Regions from separate parts of the Muntiacus reevesi genome. Here region 2 is linked to region 1. A link is a contact called in public Hi-C data. All regions are on one chromosome and are shown on one strand. Each heading gives the region's core, a stretch centred on a gene start, on an enhancer-like site or on the middle of the called end of the contact. The rest is flanking DNA. Distances are from core to core; before and after follow the strand shown.

Evidence for each region. A called contact is a pair of places that touch in the nucleus more often than the background predicts.
Region 2: a Hi-C map of muscle shows a contact between it and region 1, with 7 times the contacts expected there. The contact joins the promoter of USP9X here to the promoter of MED14 in region 1. A contact is called at or near these places in 2 of 3 Hi-C or Micro-C datasets (blood and muscle).

The regions. Positions count from the first base shown.
Region 1 is chrX:39,255,465-39,258,164 of mMunRee1.1, reverse strand. MED14 (mediator complex subunit 14) reads left to right here and starts at 1,291. Exons shown (of 32, transcript XM_065915347.1): 1 at 1,291-1,800. The coding sequence starts at 1,592. LOC136154434 (putative uncharacterized protein MED14OS) reads right to left here and starts at 1,555. Exons shown (of 1, transcript XM_065916712.1): 1 at 1,253-1,555. The coding sequence starts at 1,555. The coding sequence ends at 1,253.
Region 2 is chrX:39,591,565-39,594,264 of mMunRee1.1, reverse strand. It overlaps USP9X (ubiquitin specific peptidase 9 X-linked), which reads right to left and starts at 1,404. Exons shown (of 45, transcript XM_065916535.1): 1 at 1,205-1,404.

The DNA of each region.
Region 1 (2,700 bases), core at 42-2,541:
TAGCAGCATAGGGATGGATCTTAGGGAGAGTATCTACCCTCCAGCAACTGTACCTGTGGGGGCTGTAAGTAATCCTACTGCCTTTTAATGAGTACTAGGATGCTATTGTTTGTGTAAATGTGCTTTAGGATCACAAAAGAGGGAGCAAGTGATTAAGATTACACCCTCAGAAGACAGGTCAATTGTCTTCAAGAATGACTAAGAATTACACAAGTGGACAAGAATGAGAGTATTTTAACCTTAGGAAATGGCAAGTGCATCTCTTACTCCTGAGTCACAGATAAGACTCTGCAAAAAGATATTTGAAAAGGGTGGTGGCAATTGACGCTTTTAAACAGTGCACATTAAAATCACCTAGGAAGCTTTTAAAAATCCTGAAGCCCCGACTAATTAAAGCCGAATCTATGGGGAGAGGAGCATAAGTATATTTTAAAACCACCCACTCCTGCATCTCCCCCCAGATTCCAACGTGCAGGCAAGGTTGAGAATCATGGCTTTAAATCAGAAAGCAAAATATTAAGCGTGCATTTTGAGCGGGAAAATGTGGCAGTAGGGCATAGAAAACGAACTGAAAAGTCCTTGGAAGGCAGGGCGGCTACTTCAACAGCAGGGACAAGAACCAAATGGGAGAGTCAGTGGTAGAGGATTTAGACTGTTTCTGCGGTAGAACTGCCAGGTTTTGGGGGTCGGTAAGGAGCTCAGCCTATATCCGACTCCATTCAAGTGAAGTTATTCTGCCAGTGGCCCTTCTTCTACCCTCAATAATATTTTCTCGCATCTTTTCCCACAGTTAAAAAAAAATGACGGAAACGTCTCCTATCCCACGAAAGGCGCATGGGCAGACTGTGGGAGGTGCAAAGATCTGAGATGTCACAAGCGCTCAGCCGTAACAATTTCTTTTCGAGTCCAGAAACACAGGTCACAAACATCTGGGATGGGGTGTCCTCCCCGGCTGGGTTGCACCCACCAGGGGAACGCTGATGAACACCTCAGCACAAATCGGATCTTTCTAAATTCTGGAGGGCGGCGAGGGCAAGGGCCAGGCAACTGCTGACGTTCTCAATGACAACACTGGCTCCGCCCTTACACTCACTTCCGGCGGCTCGCAGCCCCCGTTTCCGCTTTTCACGCCCGCGCGCCGGCCCCGCCCCACTCCCACGCACCTCCCCCCCAACGTCCCCCCGCCCGACCGCCTGGAGAAAAGGCACAGGTTGCTGTCGGAAGTCCCCCTTTGGTTCCCCTTCCGTTCTTCCTAACGACTTCCGCTTTGGGCCGTCAATATGGACGCTGCGGCTGCCTGGCCGAGCGGCCTCTGAACGGTTGCTGGGGCGCTGCTTCTCTGCGGCTGCCGCCCGGCTTCCCCGCCCTCCCCCCGCCCCTCGCTCCAGTCCCTGGAGCCGGCGGGCTCGTCGCTACATGGGGGCGGGCCTCTGCGGCCGGCGTAAGGCTTCCTGTTCTGAGGCGGCTCGGCAGTAGTAGGCGGCGGCGGCGACTCCGCCCGCGCCCACTTAGGCGCGGTGACTGAACGCCCGGGAGGGAGGTTTGAGGGCCGCATCTTGTACCGCTGCGCCAAGCCCGGCCCTGTGCCGCCATGGCCCCAGTGCAGCTGGAGAACCACCAGCTGGTCCCGCCCGGAGGCAGCGGCAGCGGCGGCCCCGCGTCAGCCCCGGCACCTCCTCCTCCCGGAGCCGCCGTGGCAGCGGCCGCTGCGGCCGCGGCTACCCCTGGCTACCGGCTGAGCACCCTCATCGAATTTCTACTGCACCGGGCCTACTCGGAGCTCTTGGTGCTGACGGACCTGTAAGTGCCGCGAAATCCACGCCTGCTCCCCAGCCCTCGCTTCCCGCCCAACCGGCTGCGAGGTTCGCACCTCCTTCTCCCCAAGAGGCTTTCTCCTCTCCGCTGGGCTGCTTAAGTCTAGAATTTCTGAACTCTTGGGGCCCAGCGGAGGTGGAGGAGGAGCTTTCCATTTGGGGTCCTGGAGATGAAGCAATCGAGACTTGTGAATTATGCACGTTGTTTGACTTTCCCTGAAAAGCCCATCTTTGGAATTTTTGCTCGATTTGCCTGCTGAACCTTATTGATTTGTTGGTTGGAAGCTTTTTAGCCCAGACTCCGAGTTTAGGGTTTAGGAATATATATTATTCGGGCGTTTAAAAAAATTCCCAAAGACAAATTGTGTTACAGCCTCTTACGGTACATTTTAAATGTAGGTTGTAATTGCTTCTGACAAAGTTTGAACTCAGGAGATGTATTGTATGTAAAAGAATGTAAAATGTTGGATCCCAACGTTTGTTTTCCTGGAATGTTAGGGACTGTTTGAAGTCTTAACACTTGTAGTGTAAGTAAAGATTTTTTGGTAACTAGCCTGTTGTTACTGTCTCGTGGGGTATGAGGGGAGTTTATAAATCACCAAGTTACCAGTAAAATGCCTTGGGATATGATTAGATGTTAATCCCTTCAGAATAGGATCAGAATACACTGTAATGATTTTCAGGTGTGTGAAGAAAAGAAACTATGAAATTTAGGGGTATATATAATTGAATTACTGTTTCACATTTTTGAAATTTAGGTTCAGAGAAAGTGAAACTTACTAGTTTTCAGCTAGATTCAGTTTTATCTTTTAGTAGACTCCAGTGTATTCAGTTGAAGTACATTCGTATGTAGGTATGAGGCTGTGAAGTGTCACAGTAATTTGTT
Region 2 (2,700 bases), core at 155-2,654, 340 kb before region 1:
CGCCGCGCGCTCCCGCCCCGCCCGAGGCCCAAGACCGGGACCCGGAAGCCCCTGGCCCGGCCTGCGGCCGCGGCGAGAAAAACCGCGCACACGCACACCCCCTCGCCCTCCTCCTCCCCTCCCCTCCCCTCCCCTCCCCTCGATCCAGCTGTTGGCCCCGGAAAAGCGCGTCGTCCCGGCGCTGCTGGCTACTCACCGCACGACACAGGCGTCTTCTCTTAAGAAGCAAGACACGCGGAGGCGACAATCAAGGCTCAGTCCCGGGACAAGGCCGACCCTGGGTGCATCCCAGGCCCAAGGGTGACGGGCGACAAAGTGTGTCGAAGGACCGTAGGCGTAGGGACCGGGGAACTACACAGGGGCACCGGAATTCGCTGCTCGCCGCGCCCGCCTTGCAGCAGAGGTGGCCGCGGCCGCCTCCTCCTCCCCCTCCTCCTCAGCCGGCGGCGGGCCTCTTCCCCCTCCTCGCCTCGGGCTGAGGCTCTTTCTGAGCGCAGACGGGCTCCGGGCGGTGCGTTTCTCCTGCGTCACCTCCTCCTGCTCCTCCTCCCGCAGTGGAGGCTTCACCTTCCACTGGTCGCCGCCTCTGTCCCCGCTCCGGGCCTGCTCGCTCTGCTGCGGCTTGCTCCAAGCACCCGGCGCCCAGCGAAGCACCGGGCGCAGAAGCAACCGCCTCCCGCGAGGCCTATGAGCTGAGCGATACGGGGAGGGGCTCCGCGCAGCAGAGGCCCGGACGGGCCGGGTGCAGGGAGGTTGCGGCTCCGGCGGCGGCGGAGACTAGCTTCCGCAGCCGCGGATGCCCGTCCTCTTCAATATGGCGGATCCGGCAAACCAAAAAAAAAAAAAAAAACCGCTCGGCCAGTGGCGGCGGCGGTAGCGGTGGCAGCAGCAGTGGCGGCGGCGGCGGAGGCAGCAGCGCGACGGCGCAGACTCCTGCAAGCCCCAGCACCGCCCAGACCCGAGGTTCCCCGCCCTCGCCAAGCCCCACCCCTCACGGGGCCAGCCCCTGAGCCCTCCTCCTCCTTCACCCCACCCCCCTTCTCGCTCGGCGGCTCCTTCTCCCCCGTCCAGCCGGGGCGGTCTTCCGTCGGGGAAGAATGGCTCCTGCCTCGGGAAAAGTCGGGCCAGGCGAGAGACGCTTGGAATTCGAGGAGCCGGGCTGGGGGAAGGGAGGAAAATGCGGTCAAGATTTTTCAAACAGTACCGTTTATTTCGGTCGGGCCCTCCAGGGTTGTACTACGGCCAGGAACTGTTCCATGCCCCTCGCCTCCGGGGCGGTGTGAGGGTAGAAGGGGCAGAACGAGCAGAAGCGGGGGCGGGGAGACCCGAAAGGCTCTGGCACGCCGGAGAAGGAACTGGGATGTCAGGATTGGCAGGGTGCGTGGACAAGACAGAGTTAACCGCGCAAGCCACAGTCGCGTCGCTCAGAGTTTGACTTGGGCCGCTTGTTTTTGTTCCATTGTGAACCGAGGCCCCGCCGCCGAGTGCCCGGATGATGACGTCACCACTCCCCCCCTTTTCCGGGATTGTGGGGGGAGGGGTGGCGGATCTAGAGACCGCGCGCTGGGCGGTCGCGCTCGCAGCGGTTGGGGGGGGGGGTCCCAGTGGCACAGCTGACCCTCGACACGTGTGGGCCGGCCAGGCCCACGGGGCGGGTACCTTGCGAGGGCCGTGGTGCGAGATGCCAAGGGCCAGCCACCTGCTCCTTGCCGATAGGGAGAAGGTGTGGCTATCTCCTGTGATGGCAGGGGGGAGTTGGGAGTGGGGGCCCTCTCCCCAATCTTAGAAGCAGGTGCTCTGAGAAGTTCATTCAGGTGATCCTGCAGCACCTGTGCCAGAAAGCATTTGGGCTCCTTCACAGCCTGACCGTGACCTGCCACCCTTTGGAGCTTGAAACATCAAAGAGAACACTGTTAGGTGCCACTGGTGGCATAGCGAATGTGCCAAGATTAGCCTCATACCAAATCATCAGCACAATTCAGTGTTAGAACCCGGAAGGGCCTTACGAACCTATGTCATCCATGTCATGCATTATTTTATACTTTTGTTTATAGTCCAACGTGAAGCCTATCAGGCTAAACTCAAATAAATGGAGTGCAAGGAAAATACAGCCTGTCTTGAATGCCCAGAAGAAAAGAAATGCAGCTCCTAACTTAGGCACAGATACTCTTTGGATGTAAAAAACGCTGTGGACACCAAATTGTATGCAAAATTAGAGCAAAACTCTAAAAAATAAAATTACATTTTGTGTAGAACAGGGTTGGATTTAGTGGCTACAATTAAGTTCCTTTTTAATAAACGCTTGTTAAGATGGAGTTCAAACTAGGATGACACTAGGAGAGCATAATGTTATTAGTACGTTAAATTTTCAGGGCTTCCCTGGTGGTCCGTTGGTTAAGAATCCGTCTCCCAATGCAGTGGACACCTGTCCAAGCCCTGATCCGAGAAGATGCCGCATGCTGGGAGGCAGCTAATCCGTGAGCCACAACTACGGAGCCCGAGTGCCCTAGAGCATGTGCTCCACAGCAAGAGAAGTCACCCCAGTGAGAAGCCCAGGCAGGGCAACTAGAGAGTAGCCCCCGTTTTCTGCTACTAGAGAAAACCCATGCCCAGCAATGAAGACCTATATTAAAATAACTTTTAACTATTTCCGTATACAGTAGTAAACTATACAGTTTCACCATAAAAATCATCCAATAA